Linked DNA regions of Mus musculus: region 1 is linked to region 2. The links are chromatin contacts, called in public capture Hi-C maps. All regions are on one chromosome and are shown on one strand. The core of a region is the stretch at or near the end of the contact, and the rest is flanking DNA. Distances in the headings are between cores, read along the strand shown. Region 1 holds the start of Sco2 (SCO2 cytochrome c oxidase assembly protein). Region 2 holds the start of Panx2 (pannexin 2).

What was found. Capture Hi-C pulls out chosen DNA fragments and counts their contacts.
Region 1: a capture Hi-C map of macrophages shows a contact between it and region 2, with 6 times the contacts expected there. The contact joins the promoter of Sco2 here to the promoter of Panx2 in region 2. A contact is called at or near these places in 4 of 39 promoter capture datasets (the C10 cell line, cranial neural crest and pre-B cells), 2 of 115 datasets of contacts at active chromatin or transcription factors (both in bone marrow-derived macrophages) and 4 of 9 other capture datasets (adipose tissue, liver, macrophages and 1 more).

What each region holds. Positions count from the first base shown.
Region 1 is chr15:89,372,157-89,376,285 of GRCm38.p6, reverse strand. Sco2 (SCO2 cytochrome c oxidase assembly protein) reads left to right here and starts at 2,395. Exons shown (of 3, transcript NM_001111288.2): 1 at 2,395-2,603; 2 at 2,684-2,863; 3 at 3,821-4,129. The coding sequence starts at 3,837. It overlaps Ncaph2 (non-SMC condensin II complex, subunit H2), which reads right to left. Exons shown (of 20, transcript NM_001115132.2): 20 at 3,436-4,129. It overlaps Tymp (thymidine phosphorylase), which reads left to right. Exons shown (of 11, transcript NM_138302.2): 3 at 1-47; 4 at 686-784; 5 at 1,161-1,290; 6 at 1,411-1,529; 7 at 1,873-2,035; 8 at 2,124-2,354; 9 at 2,463-2,603; 10 at 2,684-2,863; 11 at 3,821-4,129. The coding sequence ends at 2,841.
Region 2 is chr15:89,056,883-89,061,197 of GRCm38.p6, reverse strand. It overlaps Panx2 (pannexin 2), which reads right to left and starts at 1,472. Exons shown (of 3, transcript NM_001002005.2): 1 at 899-1,472. The coding sequence starts at 1,124.

The DNA of each region.
Region 1 (4,129 bases), core at 1,146-3,645, 310 kb before region 2:
AGGTTAGCCTGGTTCTGGCACCTGCCCTGGCTGCATGCGGCTGTAAGGTTAGTGACCACGTCCTCTACAGACCTCTGACCCGCTCACAGGAACCTCCAACCCTCCAGCCTGGCTCAAAGCTCTCAAAGACAAAATCCAGGGCAGTCCCATCGCTCAATACACAAATTCCACCATGGAGTAGAGTTGCCTCTGTACCCAAGAGGACCCTTTAAGAGCTAGCAGGCCCCACAAAGAAAGAGCGGGGCCTTCCTCTTCCTGTCCTTCAGACTTGGGCCCCAGATGAGTGTGTGCCAACTCCTGACCTACTGACAAACTGCTCCCACCAAGTACAGTTTATCTTCCTTTCCACCAATTGGGCACCCTCATTAACTGTTTAAAAGACTCTAAAATAGCCGGGCGTGGTGGCGCACGCCTTTAATCCTAGCACTTGGGAGGCAGAGGCAGGCGGATTTCTGAGTTCTAGGCCAGCCTGGTCTACAAAGTGAGTTCCAGGACAGCCAGACCTACACAGAGAAACCCTGTCTCGAAAAACCAAAAAAAAAAAAAAAAAAAAAAAAAAAGACTCTAAAATATAACTGCTTTTTTAAAAGTAATTTCATATGAGGATAGGATAGGTTCTTAGTAGAGGATAGGTAAAATGAGGTTAAGGGCCTGCGTGGGGGCAGTCAGCATCCCTCTCCACCAGGTGCCAATGATCAGCGGCCGCAGTCTGGGACACACAGGGGGCACACTGGATAAGCTGGAATCGATTCCTGGGTTCGGTGTCACCCAGAGCCCAGAGCAGGTACAGGTGGGCCACTAACTGATCAATGATCTGGGTTGAGGGAGTCACTGGCCCGAATCACAGGATGATCAATGGACAGGTTATTTATCTGGGTCACTAATGAGAGAGAACATTGACTATTCAAAAGGTCATTGGTTGTAAATAGGCCTGGAGTCATCGAGAGAACTTTGATCGGGATCGTTACTTGGGAACAGGGAGAAGCCACTGATTAGCTGGTACGCATTAATGTGTCTGTCATAACTAATCGGGATCCTTGGTAGGTTAGCCATCAGAACCATACTGACTCTCGCTGGCCATGTTTTGAACTTCTGTTGGGTCAGTGGTCAGGGCCAGTGGGTGGGTCCGTCCCTAGAAGTTAATGAAGGTGTCTGAGCAGATGCTGCACATCCTTGAGGAAGTCGGCTGCTGCATTGTCGGCCAGAGTGCAAAGCTGGTTCCTGCTGATGGGATCCTGTATGCTGCACGAGATGTGACAGCCACTGTGGACAGTGTCCCACTCATTACAGGTGACCTGAAACGGGGTACCCTGACTGACAGACAGTCCGCTAGGCACTGCCGCTTTTCTCAGAGAGGCAACTCTTCCTGTGCCCAAGTATACCCTGGGATGATGTTTCTGGTCTTCGCAGCTTCAATCCTCAGTAAGAAGGCCGTGGAGGGACTGTCCACTCTGGTGGTAGATGTTAAGTTTGGGGGAGCTGCAGTCTTCCCAGACCAGGAGAAGGCCCGAGAACTGGCAAAGATGTTGGTGAGCCGTGCTAGGCCACAGTGCCCTTTCTATGAAGGGACATGAGCCTCACATTCCGTCCTATCCCTGCCTCTGCCCACTCAACAGTCCTGGAAGAATAAAACGGCAATTCCTCTTTCCAGCCCTCCTACCCTATCCAATCAAAGCTGTCCTGACTGCGGACCTGGGGAAATCCTCCACAGAACCCCCGCCACTTAGGGCAACCAACCAGAACACCCCCATCCCCTCTGAGGCCTGGCAGTGTTGGTTTCTGATCTCTAACCTAAGCCTTTACTGACACCTTAACCCAGGGACAGCAGGTATGGGATTTGATAATGCCGGATACTGAATAATGCCTCCCCAGGTTAGAGTGGGAGTGAGCCTGGGGCTGAAGGTCGCCGCAGCCCTGACCGCCATGGATAACCCTCTGGGCCGCAGCGTGGGCCATACCCTGGAGGTGGAAGAAGCGTTGCTTTGCCTGGATGGTGCGGGGCCGCCGGATCTGCGGGACCTGGTCATTAGGCTAGGTGAGAGGGCTGGAGTTAAGACCACCAGTTTGTATGCCAGGAGCTCTCAATCCCTGCAGCTTCTGAGCTCCACCCCGCCCGCCAGCAGGAGGCGCCATTCTTTGGATTAGCGGACAGGCGGAAACACAAGACCAAGGCGCCGCCCGAGTGGCCGCGGCGTTGGATGACGGCTCCGCGCGGCGCCGCTTCCAGCTGATGCTTTCGGCGCAGGGCGTGGACCCCGGCCTAGCTAAAGCATTGTGCTCCGGGAGCCCCACGCAACGCCGGCAGCTGCTGCCTCACGCCCGAGAGCAAGAGGAGCTGCTCGCACCGGCAGACGGTGAGACCGGATATCAACGGCACCAGATCCCACCCACTTCCTCTCCCGATCTTTCCTGGTCCTGGCACGTGCCTCCAGTAGGTTCTCAGTGTCCACCCTCTCCCTTAGGCATTGTTGAGTGCGTCCGAGCGCTGCCGCTGGCCCGTGTGCTGCACGACCTCGGAGCCGGACGCAGCCGAGCGGGGCAGCCGATCAGACCGGGAGTGGGTGCCGAGGTACTGGTCGACGTGGGCCAGTGTTTGTCCCGAGGTAAGCGCTGTCTGGAATCCATAAACAACCCTTCCGGTCGCCCGCTGTGACCTAGGTAACCGCCTCTGTCGCTCGCGCAGGGACACCCTGGCTCCGCGTGCACCTAGACGGCCCTGCGCTCAGCAGTCAGCAGCGACGCACTCTCCAGGGGGCGCTCGTGCTATCAGATCGAGCACCCTTCAAGGTCCCTTCACCCTTCGCTGAACTTGTCCTCCCACCGACCATCGCACAGCCCTAAGTCTCGAACCCAGCTCAGCCAGGTGAGTTCAGTTGGGCAAGTCCTCCCCCAAGGGGTGGGACTGGGTGAGGACGCTGTTAACATGTGGCCTCATACTCTGCTGCTACTGCTTCATCTAGCTTATCACATGAGCTAGAGACCTTCTGAGGCCCAGAAAATGGACATATTGGGAATATTTGCCAGTCCCATCTTCTCGGACTGGTCCTAGCTCAGGGCTGATGGTGCCCTGGACGTATCCTCCATCTCATAAGAGATCCAGGTTGTAGCCACACGGGGGCAACATACTGGGGGAGCCCAGTAGGCTGGATGCCAGTGGCTCTAAATGCTAGTTGTAACAACCTTCCCTGGGGAGAGGGGGGGGGGGGAGGATGAAGGGAGATGGCAGGGCTGAGGGACTGCAGAGGGGCAGGGTACGGCATCCAGTTAAGTGCAGAGGAGTCTGCCTGCCCAGGAAGGTGAAGGTCAGACAGTTCAAGGCACAGTGGGCTGAGCTGTGTTACATTACAGAAAACAAGCTGGAGGCACTTGTTTTCTGCTGAGCCCCAGATTACCCTGAAGTGACCCTAAAGCTAGAAAGGATCACCTCTTAAAGGTGGTCAGCCAGAGGATCAACAGCCTCCCTATAAAGAACAATTTATTGTAAATAGACACATGCATCCCAGTGCCCAGGCAAAGCATATTCGCGGTGCTTCCAAGAATCCACAGGGAGGCTTGGCAGTTGTGGCGTGGGTTCTCCAGAGGTTGGGGTCATGAGGCTGAGACTCCCTGGTTAAAGACGTAGGTTAGAGCAAACCAGCTATGGACTTTTGGTGTTGCCTGGACTGCATGCAGCTTACGGCAGAGCAGTTCTGAGTTGAGACGAGCCGGTGCAGGCAGCTAGATAACCTGCTTGAATGTGGGGCAGATGCTTGTCCAGCAGCGGAGGCCTAGACATCTTGTCCATTCTTTTCTGACTTTTGCCACCTTTGTTCTTTTCCAGGAGCTTCAGGTCCACGATGCTACTGGCTCTAGGGCCCAAAGCTTGGCCCAAGCTCTCTCAGTTCAAACCCCTCCTCAGGATCTCAGGAGGTGAAACTCTGCATAGAAATTCCCGACACTGGGCAGGGCAGGGCCAGCGCCAAGGCCCTGGGCTAAGAACTAGACTGCTGATCACAGCCCTGTTTGGGGCTGGGCTAGGCTGGGCCTGGCTGGCCGCGAGGGCTGAGAAGGAACAGTGGCGCCAACAGCAGCGTACAGAGGCCCTGCGCCAGGCTGCTGTGGGCCAGGGTGACTTCAGCCTACTAGACCA
Region 2 (4,315 bases), core at 223-2,722:
GCTGGCATCTCTGGCCACCAATTTGATTTGTGGCTATGGATACCTGAGTCTGCCTCAGCTCGGCTCCAGTGGGGATGCTATTCCCCATCTCGGTGTGTCACCAGAAGCCAGCTCCCTAGTGCCTCAGCCTGTCACCTTAGGCAGGGCCCACTCTACATGTGTACTCTCCTGTGTACAACCGCAGGCGCACCCACAGGCTCCCTCATAGAGCAGGCCCAGTTCTACTCACCTAACACGTCAGCTCCTTAACCTGCTCACTCTTCAGTGACCTGCCCTACCCTCTACCTACACTGCCTTTGCCAGTCAAGGGTGGCTTCTTGGGCCATTATTGCTTGATGCCCTCCGGGGCCAGCCTCTGTCTGGCCTCCTCTATAGAAGAGCTTTGGAAAGGGATGTTTCAGAGTTCCTCGGGAGTACCCTCACTTTTCCTACACTGTCAGCCCCAAGAACCCCATGCAGCATCATGGGATTTTTTTCACTTATCCCTGAGCAATGCCCTCAACACTCATCCTTCTCTGGTCCTCATCTGGCTATTCCTCCAAGCCTCAGCCCTCCCTACCCCCACCACCCGTGACGTGACATGCTACAACTCAGACCCCACATCCCATTCATCCCGGGGGCCAGCAAGTGTAGGACAGGCCTACTCTCCTCACGGCTTGAGGCTGAAGGAATGGAAGGCCAAACAACAATAAAACAGAGGAGATGTCTCAGGCGGCCCTGTCTCAACCCCTCATGCCAGACTGAGGTGGTGCCCAAGGTCTGTGATGAGACCTGCGGGCAATGGCTCAGCGGCTGGCCAGGTGGGTGCGGTCTAGCTGGCGCTGGCTGCCTGGCGCTGAGAGCCAGCGCGCTCGGAGCGCTGGGCGCTAAACACCTGCGGACGCGCGCCCTGCCTCACCTGCGAAGTTCTTGGTGAAGACCAGGGTGACCAGCAGGATGGGTACCAGCACGGTGCCGATGGTGACCACGCGGTCGAACGGCAGTTCCAGCTTGAGCTGCAGCAGCAGCGCGGCCAGCGCGCCCGCCTTGTCGTCCTGCGAGCCAGGCAGGATCAGCTCCCTCAGCTTCTCGCCCGCCAGCAGCGCGGTCGCCATGTCCGCCGACTGCTCCAGGAGGTGGTGCATGGGGGGCGGGGGCGCGGCCCGGCGGGGTACGGGCGGGGGGCGCGGGCGGGGCCGCGCGCCAGAGAGGGCGGCGGGGGGCGACGGAGACCGAGGTCACGGTGGGGGGGGGGGGCGCGGAGCGCTGGAAGAGGGATGTCAGCGGGGATGCGGCGGGGCTCGGGGGTCTGCCGCCCCGCGAGAGGGGTCGAGCTGCCAGGGCGCCGGGCCGCCGCCGCCCCCGCCGTGCGCTGTAGCCGGCCCGCGCCCTGCGTCCCTCCCGGGGGCGGCGGCGGCTCTCCTGCCTGGGCCGCGCGGCCCGCTCCCGCCGGGGAGGGGGGCTGTTTACCTGCGGCAACTCCGCGGCGTGGCTCCGCCCCCAGCCCCCCCACCCTCCACGTAGCTGCGGCGTTGGCGATGACTTGCAGAAAAAAAAAATTTTTTTTTTTAAATGAAACGAACCGAGTTCATATTGACCATCCCCTTGCATCAGGGTTGGGCCAAGCCCTGGTCCCCCATAGCCCTGTGCACAGAAAGAGGCGGATCGCCCGCTCTGGGGTTAGATCGTGTCTGGTAGCCAAAGGGTTCTAGTTCTACACCTCAGCTCTCTTGCTCCTCACTCGGACCTGGTCTTCACACAGGCGCAGAGGCTGCCGTGTGAGCTGTTGCAGGCAAGGGCAAGGAAGCCCGAACCCTCTTTCCCAGGTTAGTGCCTGCACAAAAATGCCGTGGGGCGTCCTCTCCAAAGCTCCTGGATGCCTCTTCACTGCAGCCATGTCCCGGACCCAGGGGCGCCCCTTTACACGCTGTGATGGGACGCCAGCCAGTGCGGATATGCTTGTACCTAGCATCTTCACTGCTTCACCCACTGTCGGCATCCGTGGAGCTGGGCCAGGGTGTGGGGGCTTCTAGGATTGTCACCTGACCTCTCTGGGCTACCCACATGTTCTCTCCTCCCAGGAGCTACTGTACACAAACTTTTGTGACCGTGGCCTCCTGCAAGATTCCTTGGCTCAGTATCTCTCCATCATAGCCTTTCCTGTGTATGTCTGGAGTAGTAACTTCCTTCAGTATCCATAAGCTATCTGGAAACATCTCCTCCGACCGAAGCAAAACCTGGAGGGACTGCTGTCCCGTGAGGCCTGACTCCTCCTGGTGCATTCTTGCTCCCACAGACATTACCTTCTTCACCTTACTCCCTGCGGGTGGTGAGCAGCCATTCACTCCCCATGCCTAGGATTCCTGGCTGCGCTGGCAAGCCCTCACCCCAGGCTTCCCAAGGCAGTCCTTCCTGCACCCTCCCTGGCCTCTCAGAAGGGTTATGCTGTTCACTCCATCATCCCACCTTCAGAACCCTATATTTTTTGTTTTCCTTTGGATTCCTAGAGCTTTCGCACACTGACCCCTTCTCAGCAGGTTGGTTTTCTCTGACCTGCAGGTCTCCCTTACCCCCCCGCACCCCACCCGCAAATGTTGTCTCCTTTGTTATCTATTTGTGCATGCCTCTTCAAAGGCTCTATCCATCCACTCTGGGTGGAGAGTTATATTCTTTTAAAAAACTATATATGGGTGTACCACCAGCATGCAGTGGCCATGGAGGCTAGAACTCCCCAGGGCTGGGGTTACAGGTATTATAAGCCACTATATGGATGCTGGTAATTGAACCCAGTTCCATGGACTTTTTCCCAATACCTCTGGTCACTTGCAACAGTCTGCTTGGATCCTTCTGGCCCCTGCAGGCACTGCGCTCTTGAGGTACAGACATACATGCAGGTGCAATACCCATATACATAAATCAATAATAAAGACAAAAATAAACGTTTAAATAGAGTTGCCCAGTAATGAGGCAACAATGCCCCTGCTAGACACCAGAGGCTAATAAATAAAAAGCCCAGTACCAGGAACTGGTTGTTTAGTCGTTGGCCACTGAATTTCCCTAGGTCCCAATATTACAGGCTACTACCACTGTTCTTGGCTGCCCTCGAACTTGATAGTGAGACTCTGTTGCTGACTATACCGCATACTGGAGTCATGGGACATGGAGAAACTAAGCAAGTACTGACCTGGAAGCTGCAGTGCTCCTGGCTACCTTTCACACAGTCTTACCAAGCTGTGAATCCTGCAGTCTGTGACGACAACCGCTCTAGTATCCCACCGAAGCAATAGTGCCATAAACATCATGGGAGCAGCCAACCATTTGTGATTGACTTAAGTCCTACTTCACAAGGTGATCCCACATTGCTGGGCCAAGAATCTATGGCTAGATGGGTCACGGGCTCTATGGGATAACCCATTACTATTATCTTGCTAAATGAACATAGTCCTGATTAATTGAATTAATGTATCTTTTTGTTTTGTTTTTGAGACAGGGTTTCTCTGTGTATCCCTATCCCTGGCTGTCCTGGAACTCACTCTGTAGACCAGGCTGGCTTCAAACTCAGAAATCTACCTACCTCTGCCTCCCAAGTGCTGGGATTAAAGGCATGCATCATCACTGCCTGGCTAATGTATCTTTCCACCCTTATCAATGAACCTTCTATTTGTGGTAGGGGGTGATGAAGAGAGACTCACAAGTGGCCATGAGCAGCTTCTCTGTCCCCATCCCATTGTTCCCATTTGTGAACTGCCTTCGTTTACAACTGACCACTTCAACCTGCGGCCAGATGCCTGAGAGGGTCAGGAGTATCGAGCAAACCAAAGCTTCTGCATCAAGCATTGCTTAGGCTTCCTTGGCAAAAGCTCATTACTTGTCTTCTGGGGTCATGGGCAATGAATGTGAAATTCCATTTTGGGTACAGAACATAAAATATTCCCCCCCCCCTCAAAAAAAAGGAAAGAAAAATTCACATTTTCTTTCACACTGACCTATAAGCATACTATTTTACACTGGGGTTCAATCCATTGAGAGTAAAATACAAGATTCAAGAAGGAAAAGCCATTTCTAGCTCTGGAGGACGTCCTTTTTAGAGGACAATGCTGGTGTAAAATGCTAATGCATTTTCCTCTCATATGATATAGGTTGCTCTGCTTTGCTTTAGAATGGCAAAATCTACAGTATTCTTGAATGACATTGTAAGCAGCCTTAAAAAGTTGAGAAACATGGGTTAGAGAGATGGCTCAACGATCCATCACTGCACCGGGTGTTCTTACAAAGGACGCAGGTTCAATTCCCAGTGTCCACATGGCAGTTCAAAAATGTAACTCCCGTTCCAGGT